2 separate regions of the Arachis hypogaea genome follow, and region 1 is linked to region 2. Evidence: chromatin contacts called from public Hi-C data. All regions are on one chromosome and are shown on one strand. The core of a region is the stretch at or near the end of the contact, and the rest is flanking DNA. Distances in the headings are between cores, read along the strand shown.

Region 1 (5,677 bases), core at 2,987-5,486, 130 kb before region 2:
TATTTAAATCGCAAAAGGATTTAAATCTTAATGGTGTCTTTTTTTTAGACCTTTAAAAAAATTTATAATTTAATAGTACTCCATCAATATTTCAAATGAAATTATCAATTTTACAAACAAATAAAATACAACATGCTTTACACATTCTGTACGCAAAAATGTATATATGAATGACCGTAAACACAATCGGGTTCAACGCAAATAATATATATTATATATATATGCATATATAAATGGCTGAAAAGGGAGCAAGCAAGCTTAATGCAAACACAGGACCAAGCAAGCTTAACGCAAACGATCAATAATATATATACGTATCAATTTATATATATATACATTGATGCACACACAAACGCAAACAAGTTCATATATATGCGTGCAACGGTTTTACCACGTAAACAACATACATTGATACATATATATATTGATTCGATAATAGAAAAATAAAAATCGAATATTTTCGATGATTAAATTATGGATGGCTCCGATACCACTTGTGAGAATAAATTAATTTTCATAACCCAGATCATTCATATTGAATCACCAAAAATAACATAATGCGGAAGCGTACCTGAATTCATAAACATGAATTATGATTGGAAGATTTTGGATCTTGTGGTTCTTTCGATCTTCCTCAACCAAAGCCTTCTGTATTCCTAGGAGGCTGTACTGTAACTCTTTTGATGGGGAAAGAGCAACAAAGGCGGCTTTGGTATATTGGGGACCGAAACCCTGAAGGTCTATTTATATTTGAGCATGGCACCCATTAAACCCTTAAGCCCAAATAAAATAGTATCTAAAGCCCAAAAGATAATATATCTAAAATCCAAAAAGATAATTATCTAAGGAACAAAAGATAATATCCGGTTTTATTCTCATTTAATTCCAAATCAAAAGTAATAATGACTTATTCAATTTAGCATTTATAACAATAAATGAGATCACCATTATATAAGTCATTTAATTTGAAATAGCATAATTTGTGATTATAATTAATATATGTATTGCCCATAAATAAGTTAGGAAATCAAATAATTTCCTAACAAGGTGCACTTAGTCTGTGCTTGTTTTGAAACGAGTTTACATTCTGAATTTAATTTTGGGTTTATTTCTAAATATGATTTTGATTCATTTCTGTTCTACACCATTCAAACTCTTCCTCTTCACATTCGCTTCTTCACCAGGAAAAGAAGAAGAAAAAGAAAGAAAGAAATACAGCAACAACAACAAAAAAAATTAGAAAGGAAGGCGAAAAAGAATGAATAGGAGGAGAAACGCGAAGATGCTCTGTACATAAATCAGCGTGAAAAGAAAAAGAAGCTCCATCCGTAAATGAACGTGAGAAGAAGATAAGCATATAATCACGCTGAGTCTAAATGATTTTTGTTGGTGTTGGACTACTTAAATAAACTTAAAATGAAAAATATTTAAATGTGTAATAACCTATATTATTATATGATGTAACAAATAAAGTCTAAAAAAATTAGATAGCACTATCATATAAATAATTTTTATAATAATATATATTTGTAATTCTAGAGAAATAGATAGATTTGGATTTTTTTTACCTCTTTTTTAATTATCATCCACTAAAATCATGATTATAAATATAAATTTAATTTCATTATAGTAGATATGAATCAAGTTCGATGATATAAATATATCATTATTCTACATCTTTATATATGTACCTTTATTATTAAATTTTGTATCTATATATAATTTTTAAAATACTAATGAGGTTGAGTAATACATTTAATCATAAAACTTTTATTTTTTTAAATTTATTAGTAATTTAAAAGAAGTGGCTTAATATGTGTTTGAATTAAAAGTTTATAAATAAAAATTTGTATAAAATGGATTTTATAAAATTTATTTTTATTAAAAACAAATTGGTGTCAGAGGAATTTATGTTTGATAATTTTTATATTAAAATAAATTATAATAAATTAAACGTTGTTTGAATATACTATTTAAAATTATTTTTAGATAAATTTTTTTTGAAAAAGATACAAATTTAAATAATTATTTTATTTTAAATATTTAAATATTTAAATAAATTTTAATATTTTTTTATAGTACTCTTATATTTTTTAGTACTCTTTCAATTATAATTTTTTATTATTTATAATTTTAATATTATTTTATATTAATTTTATTGAATTCATTCTTTTTAGTAAGATTAATAAAATTATAATACAGAATAAAAAATAAAATAAAATAAAATAAAGTTTTATAAAAAAATAAAAAAGAGCATTTATATAAATAAAATATTAAAAAATAATCAAATAAAAAATAAAAATAGAGTATTTTTTGGTGTTCTAAATATTAAATCAGATGCCTACATAGAAGCATGGAAATAAAATCAGGTTATGAGATAGTAATTAAGTCTATCTATGTATAATATCAGTTAAACTTTAGATTTAACTAATATAAGTGGGTGACCATTTTGATGAGAGGCTCCAACGTTAGACTGTCATTGAATGTTGTTATACCTATTTCTATGTTCACTTTATCTGCTTTCCTTTGTGATTTTTTTTTTATTAATTTATTATGATTTTGCAAGGTATCTTGCAACTATACTAAATTGAATTCAAACTCTCGCATTTATAGATAGAGAAGAGATAAGGATATAATCTCTCCATAAAGAATATCTTAGTAAGAAAGAAGTAAAATAATCAGCTTATTAAATAGTGGTTGAGTCAATTTATTAATATGTATGATAGCTGCTAAATTTAGAATTTGACCAATATAATACAGGCGGTGGGGAACTATTTGGGTGAGAAGTTCGGTGAAAATCTAACTCACGTTTTTATACGCATATATTTATTTATGCAATTTTATCTGCTTTCTTTTGTTGTTTTTTCATTATGATTTCAAATGGTATTTTGCAACGTTAAGATGAAGACAAATTGTCACTGCATTGATTGATAAAGAAAAGATAACGATGTAATTAGCACAGTAAATAAATAATAACTTTATTCAGTAGATAGTGATAATTCAATATAATTATGATTGTAGCACAAAAAATAGAATATTTTATGAATAAATAAATTAAACATTTTATTTATTAATTTATATAATTTAGATGGTATTTACATTTTTAAATTGTATTATATATTTTATCTTTGATCATTTTTAATGCTAATTTGGATTTTTTTTAGTAAAAAAATAATTTTTTTAAATAAAATATGTTTATTTAATTTAAAATTTATTTAAATACATCTTTAAAAAAAGTATTTTTTTAAAAAAATTATTTACATTTTTTAAAAATTAACAATACTTTACTTTTAAAAAAATATAAATAAAAAATATTTTTAATATTTAAAATTTTTCTTAAAAAATTATCTAAACAAAAATAATTTTTTATTAAACATTTTTTTATAAAATAAAAAAAAGTACTTCTTCAAAAATTAATACAAACTTATTTTTTGTTCTTTTTTACCGTTTTTTTTTTTTAGTTTTTTAACACTGTCAACTCTTTCATTTTTTAAATATTGTTGTCAAATTTTTTATTTTCTAACTAATTTGCATAGACATCTTGAAAACATGAAAATAAAATTTTTTATATTGTCTTTTTTTTCAAGAATAAAATTTTATTAATAAATTTTAATAAAAAATAATTTCATAATATGGGTAAAAAAATAAGAAGATGATGTTTAAAGAAGTCAAGTATAATAAATAATACTAAAAGTAGGTCAATTTAATTCTAAAAATTTAAGATTGAACAAGTATATTTATTTAATACTTATTATGTATTTACTGAATTAAAGGTGTTAATGAATAATAAATTAATTATTTAATTTTTTTAATATTATTTCTTAGGGATAAATCAATATAACTACAATTAATAATTTTAAAATAATAATTTATTTTATATTTAATACTATATAAAAATAAATTATTAATTTAATAAAAATTTAAATAACTAAAATTATATATTTAATAGAAATATAATTTTATATTTTCAAATATTAAAAATACATTAAAAAAAAACAAATTAAATATATTTTTATTATTTTTAACGTTTAAAAATGGATTATTCAACCCTCTAGTAAAAATATAAGACAAGAGTTAAGAGATCGATTCACTAAGAAAACAGTGGAATGTTATGGTAGCGCACTCACACTCATCCAGCAAACAGACCCCTTTGATCTCGACACGGTAAGGGTTACGTGGCCACTTCAGGTAGAGCTATAACACGTGTTGCCACCTGATTCTATTCCTCCATACAACGTGTCAGTTACATTGGAGTGTTGCAAACCACCGACTTCTGCATATTCCAAAAACCGAAACAAATCTCCAATCTGCGACATCGTATATACAACAATCCCATCACATCGTTCAACCTTCAAAGTCCATTTTTCATTTCCAATAGTAACAATGATGAACGTATTAGCGTTGAGTCTGTTTTTGACTTCTCTTGCAGGAGCAGGCCTGTTCTCTCCCACGCCGTCCGCAGATCAAAAGCAAGCGGAAAGCACCATTGTCAAAGAAGGCCATCGGGTTGTCGTTGTTGAATTTGATGGAGATGGTCATCAGAACACCAAAATCTCCATTTCACCGGAGCAGCACGCAGAATCCGACCCCGGTGGTGTTCTTCTCAACACCGCCAAGGAGAAGATGAAGGAGGCGGCATCCGTTCTCCCTAACGTGGGACAAGGATTATCCTCCCAAGCACATGATGCCGCCTTCCTCCACGCTTCCAAGGACCTCATTTGTGATGCCTACGGAAAGTGCAAGCATAAGATAGCCAGTGCCGTGGATAAAGCCAAAGACAAAGCCCATGACGTTATAGACCTAGAGAGAGAGTCGTTGGCAAGGAAGAAAGAGGCGGCGCGTGGTGTAGTTGAGAAGGCCAAAGAAACCGTTTACGATAAAGCTCATGATGCAAAGGAGTATACAAAAGAAGCTGTGGAGAAGGCAAAAGAACAAGGGCAAACCCTCAGGAATGATGTGGTTATGAACGTCACGGAAGGAAATGATATGCTTTTGGGGGTTCGGGTAGCCATGAGGCGAGTTGCTGCTGAATATTTGGGATCCATGGACTATTTGGATTCATTAATGGGTGTGGCAAATTTGATGGGGTTTGCAACTGCTTATGGACTGTGTGTTTGGGTTACTTTCTTCTCAAGCTATGTGCTGTCGAGGGTTATGCCGAGACAACAATTTGCGGTGGTACAAAGTAAGATATACCCTGTATATTTCAAAGCTATGGCTTATAGTACTGGGATGGCTTTGGTGGGCCATGTCTTTGGCCATAGGACCAAGGCGCTCTCTCGTAAAGCTGAGATATTTCAAGCTTATAACCTTATTGCTGCACTTTTCACTGTTTTTGCCAATTCTGTTTACTTGGAACCTCGCGCTACTAAGGTATATAACCGTTACTTCTTCCTTCACTTAGATTACAGACTAGTCTCTGCTGACAGTTAAAACCAATTCTCTTTCTTGGAAATATTAATGACAATTAATGATTTCATATGAGCACTTCAGCATCAATGTTTTCCACCTTCGTATTTTGGTATTGAAAGCTGTTAAAAACATTTTAAATACACAAACAAGTTAAGGTTTATATGGTGTTGAAGTAATCATAAAGAGAATGTGGAATCATGTGTCTGCTTATTTTTCGTACACATATCAAGATTTACCTCGTTGAGATTATACTGGTATCAGGATA
Region 2 (5,643 bases), core at 2,792-5,291:
CTACCCTAATTTCCAAGCCCCACTTAACATTCCATTATTTCGCTGATTTCTTAGATGCCAGTGTCACTTGCTAGTTTTACCTTATGCTATTGCTTTGGGTTCTGTTTTATGTTGCTCGGAGTCCTAGATATGCACTGCAGTGGTGGTTTATTTCCGGTGAATAAATACGATCGTTTCCCAAGCCTCTATGCAAGCTTTTCTCACATATAATGCCGGAAATTTATTGAATTGCATTGGATATGAAGACTGATAAAATTGTGAAAGAGTAGTTTAATAAAGACTTCATTTGTATTGGTTTGACCTCTGCCGAAAAAAGTAATGTTGTATTGCTCCGGTTGTTGTGTTAGGGAGTCCTACAACTCGCTGGGCCTCAGTTGCGTTTGGTGCTGGAGTTGGAATTGGGTCTGCTTACACAGAATGTTCTTCGCTGTTTGCTGGATCCGCAACCAAGATAGCACCACCCCAGGTCCATGACACTCCCATTCAGGTACCATTTTTTTCTTATTTACTTCTTCATCGAAATTGTTTAGTATCGGTGTCTGAAATTATGGGCTGCTACTGCTACATGCTTGCCCTCAATACTAGTCAAACTATTGGTGTATGCTGCTGCTTTACTAAGAAGTAGGAATTAGTGCTGGTTGCTCCTAACTTAATTTGAATTGGTGAGAGATATTCATGACAAAAGCTGTAGTGAATGCATAGTTCAAGACTTCAAGCAATATGGATATGAATTATTCTTTAGAAAGATTTAGTGCCACATTATATTCAGTACTGGTAGTGGCCTGGAAAGTTTGTAAACAGCATTATGGTGAAAACTACTGGATTGTCTTCTTTTCTATCTGTAGTGAAAATTAGAATTCTCTCATTTCCTGATTATATCCCGTGTTGTCTTTTGATGTGCACTTGATTGTTTATAAATTTATTTCTACATACAAGCACGTATACTTTTCTGTTGTCCAAAGTATGCCACTGCTCTTGTTAGTTAAAAGTAAACAATCAAGACTATTTTGTAGAAATTTGTCCTCAAAGAGTAGGAAAAGTACATTAATGGAAAGAGCTTGAGAATTTAGATGTCTCTGCGCTTGAAATTTGCACAGTGGCCTTTGGAACTTAAATATTTGAAATTTTTTCATTTCATCTTCTATAATGATTTGGAAAAAAATAAGGTCTTTGCCTCTTTAAAATTTTATTCTTAAAAATGAAACAATGATGTTAGCGAGTTTATACTCCTAACACACATTGTTGGCTTGTTGGTTTTTTCTTAACTGCATAATGAATTTGATACTTGCATTGGAGAGCAAGTGAGGAGAGTGCATGAGAAAAGAAATATTGAAATAATCCAAGAGAAATGGACAAATAGGTTCTTGACATTTTATAGCGAATATGATTAAGTCTCTTGCCAAATTTGATTACAAACAAGCCCTGACCTTTGTAAACAGGAGACACATAGCCATAGGTCCCTTCATACTGGGTTCAAATCATCACCAAGGGGACCTATGTCTCCTGTTTTGAAAGATCGGGAATTTAATTGTAATTAAATTTGATGAGGGATTTAGGGTCCGTTTGGGAAACTCTAGAAGTAGCTTTTTTTAACTTTTGACTTATGAAAAGTAGTAGTATTAATGTTGGGTGCAATTTTCAAAACTAAATTACAACTTTCTAAGAAACTATTTTGGAGCTTATAGAGAAGTTAAAAAAAATGACTTCTCTCATAATACTTCTACTTTTCATTACATTTCTATAAAATAAGCACTTTTAGAGTTAAAAATCCAAACACAAAATAACTTATTTATAAGTTACTTTTAACAGAGTCATTTATTGTTTAAGTTATTTTATCAAAAGGAGCTTAATTAAGTTAGTTACCCAAACTGGGCCTTAATCCCCTTCGAGATAAAAGGTCAGGGACTTTTTTGTTCTTTTCTCTAATCTCAATTGTGGACATCTTATGAACTATGAACTTCCACTGGTATATGGTAATGACTAGAGAAGACTGAAGCTTAAATGCTGGTGGTTGTAGTTTGTTTTACTTTTAATCTGAGTGGCAGGGGATACTGGTTGATTTGATTGCTCATTATGTAACTTTTGTGGGCAATGCATGCCCTTGCACTGAGTGGATTGGGAACTTAACTTGCTTACTTGCTCTTATTTCCAGAATGTGTCGGACACGGAGTAGATGCTTGCTTAAGGGATCCCGCTTCTTGGATGTCAAGACAGAATGTTATTATTATTATTGGTGGTTTTTTTTCCATACCGGTAACATGTAGAAACCCTGTGATTCTGTAATGTATGCAGAGTTCATTCACAAGCTGTTAACGTTGGATCACAAAATAGAAATAACCATTGCCTTCTGCAGATTTCAAGTTGTGTCTGCACAATTTTCAATCTGAATGCTAGCTAGTGTCTTATCATTTCTGCTTAGGCATATGACACCATGCGTCTTTGTGTGATTTCAATTTTGTCTTGTATAATTGAACTGGATGGCTTCTTGCCGTGAGTCTTAAATGGAATCGAATAATGGATACACTAGCTAGAAAGATGAAGTTGAATGAACAAGAAGTGCTCGTTCTTCGTTTCTGAGCTTGAATTCCCATCCGAAGTTAGTTAAAGGCCCCACGGCAGGATTTTGGGGAATTAAGTCTATGCATAAGAAATTGCCAGTTGTGGAAATATCAAAATATGATTTGTGTTGTGTTTGTGAGCTTGTTACCTATTTCAGTATTTGAGTTGTATTATGAAAATTAAAACAATCGAATAAGTACTTGGTTTTATACATCATGCCATATGTACTTTGTTGAAAGTGAAAGTTCGTCGATACCACGTAAAATGACATCCCGGGAAGATGAAATTATTAAAGGTTCAAACTTTCGGACGCATAACACATGGATGAAATGGGACGCTTTTAAAATGTTCCCGTTTAAAAATTGGACATTAGTGTTCTGGTTAAATTTAAACTATGCATATCTTTGATTGAAGATTCAATTTGGTCCATTTTCACAAAGGACTATTCCTATATAAAAAAAAAAGACACCTAAACCCTCAAATTTTTTTTTATTATTTTAGAATAATATGACTTCTCTAATAAAAGATCTGTCAAATAGTAATGACAACTATTTTTATAGGAGATTTTATTTGTATTTTGTGAGAATTTTAAATTTTCACAAAGTTTTTTTCAACAATACTAATATTATCAACATTAATGTTATTTTCTTTCGTTTCTTATTTAATGCTATTTTTTTCCTTTAAAAAGTCTTCGTACTACAATTATTTTTTTTCTTGCGATATCATGTCTATTAATGGTTTTTTTTTCCATTTAACCACCACTGGTGAAGGAATTTTTTGAAAACAAACTTATTAATAGTTTGTGGGAATTTAAAACTCCACAAATTACAAATAAAACTTCCACAAAATTAATTTACGTTACTATTTAACGAATTTTTAAATAGAAAAATCGTATTGTCCCAAAATAAAAAGGTTGAGACCCGGAGTATCTCTTTTTTAGACAGAAATCGCCTTGTCTTTCGTGAAAATAAATAAGGGTCGAATTGAGTGTTTACTCGCATATCTTTTATTGATAGATGTAATGGTTAGAATTTAATAGAGTCTAGTAATTAAAACTTGATCACCATTATGAATTTTTAAGTTGTCGATAATTATATGAGTAATTATTTAAATTAGTCTTTGAAATTTTTAAAATCAGATATTTTAGTCTATTCGATTTTAAAATACACAAAATAGCTTTTAATATTTTAGTGACTAACAAAAAGTGATTGTATTATCTAACAAAAAAATATTAAAAATTTGTGTATTTTAAAATCTAAAAGACTAAAATATATAATTTTAAAAATTTTACAAACTAATTTAAATAATTACTCTAATTATATTTTTTAAAAAGATAAAATTATAAAGAATATAAAAAGACCTAAAAATTACTATCTGAACTAATATTAAAAGACGTATCAAAAATTACTAAAATATAATTTTTTAATTAAAATAAAATAGTATAAATTATTTAAAATTTAATACAATGCAATAAATGAAATATAATATATAAATTTAATTTTAATATATTATTAATATAAAATAATTTTATATATGCATCTAATTAAATATCAATCAAAATAACTATTTACATTTGTAACAAATTTTCTAATTATCACTGTAACCTTTATATACGACGAGCAGCAAGAGAATCACTACTTCGAATATAGAAATGACATTCATTCAGTTTTCCCTGGCTGGCATGAATCCACGTGGCCTATATATTTGAGAGGCAGAGTCAGAGAGAGCAAGAGAGTCCACAAAAGCAAGAACTGGTGGTCCCACTCGGAATCCTGTAATGGATCCTGCATCTGACATCACCAGCACCAGCAAGAAGGCTATGTTATGTAGCGTATAAGCTTGCTTATCTTGTTTTCTTTCTTTGTTTGGTTGCATTTATGTATGGCTTATTTACTGGCATGCAACCCCACCACTTCACACAAGCTTTTCTGCTCAGAAATCTTTCTTGATTCTAGAGCAGTTTCCAGAAATGCATGTTGCAGTAGTGTGAGAAGGAGTAGCGGCGGCTTTGTGTTGCAATGCACCACCACAAGTAGTACTTCTCAGTTATCTCGTGCAGATCAGAATTTGAGTCTGCAGCAGCAGATTGAGAACGCTGGTGAGAAGCTTAAGCAGCAACTCGAGTATTTGGTATGTGAATATGGATGGAAGGTAAGGAGGCTTGTTGAGAATAAAGATGAGACAAAGAAAGCCGCTCTAATTCAGGCAGAAGCGTTCCATGAGCCTGTGGCTCTTTTTAATGACTTGTTCTTTCAATTCTTTAAGGTCAATCTTTTGCTTCTCTTATTTTTCTTTTTCTTTTTCAACCAGATACTCTGATTATGTAAAATATTTTTTGTACTCATTCAATTGCATTAGTTTTTTTTACTATTCATTCAAGTAGTATTATTGATGTAGCTAGCGTTCCGTGCAAAACTGTTTTACGCGTATCAAAATTAAATTCTAAAAGAAATCACTTCGTTAGTTCACTGTGAATTTGATGCATTTACAATATGCAAGTAGGCGGAAGTGCTTTCTGGGCTCATGTACAAGCTTAATAACTCACCTCCCAATAGGTAAATTTGTGAACATCTGAACTTCTAAAGATAATAAAAGAGAGAGAAATATCAAGAATTGATCATTGGTGTTTGTGTAGGTATGCTTGTTTGGTGGCTGAGGCAGCCACAGAAGATGCAGATTCACAAAAACAACTTGTAGGGGTCATAGATGTCACTGTCTTAAGAGACCGAGATGTGCTTCAACATCTTCCTGCTGAAGCACAAGAGTACCTTTACATATCAGGAATAGCAGTCTCCAAAACATTCAGGTAGCTAAGTGAAATCTAATATAGACTTCGTTTATTTGGTTTTCATTGTGCTGTTAAGTGTGTATTTATGAAACTAACTGGTGACTACAGGAGGAGGAAAATAGCTACTGCATTGTTGGAAGCGTGTGACAAGCTTTCCATTCTGTGGGGTCATGAGTTTCTTGCACTTCGGGCTTATGAAGAAGATCTTGGTGCACGCAAATTGTACACAAATGCAGGATACCATGTTGTGTCTAGAGATCCACCATGGACAAGTAATTGGATTGGACGAAAATGTC

The links. Hi-C and Micro-C count contacts between places; a contact is called where the count stands out from the background.
Region 1: a Hi-C map of leaf shows a contact between it and region 2, with 3 times the contacts expected there. The contact joins the promoter of LOC112737429 here to the promoter of LOC112737421 in region 2. A contact is called at or near these places in 2 of 8 Hi-C or Micro-C datasets (both in leaf).

Annotation. Positions count from the first base shown.
Region 1 is chr13:15,360,763-15,366,439 of arahy.Tifrunner.gnm2.J5K5, reverse strand. It overlaps LOC112737429, which reads left to right and starts at 4,236. Exons shown (of 2, transcript XM_025787336.3): 1 at 4,236-5,373. The coding sequence starts at 4,384.
Region 2 is chr13:15,225,870-15,231,512 of arahy.Tifrunner.gnm2.J5K5, reverse strand. LOC112737421 (GCN5-related N-acetyltransferase 10, chloroplastic) reads left to right here and starts at 4,041. Exons shown (of 4, transcript XM_025787327.3): 1 at 4,041-4,824; 2 at 5,062-5,114; 3 at 5,195-5,365; 4 at 5,456-5,643. The coding sequence starts at 4,441. It overlaps LOC112737423 (MICOS complex subunit MIC10), which reads left to right. Exons shown (of 3, transcript XM_025787329.2): 2 at 348-487; 3 at 2,153-2,382. The coding sequence ends at 2,173.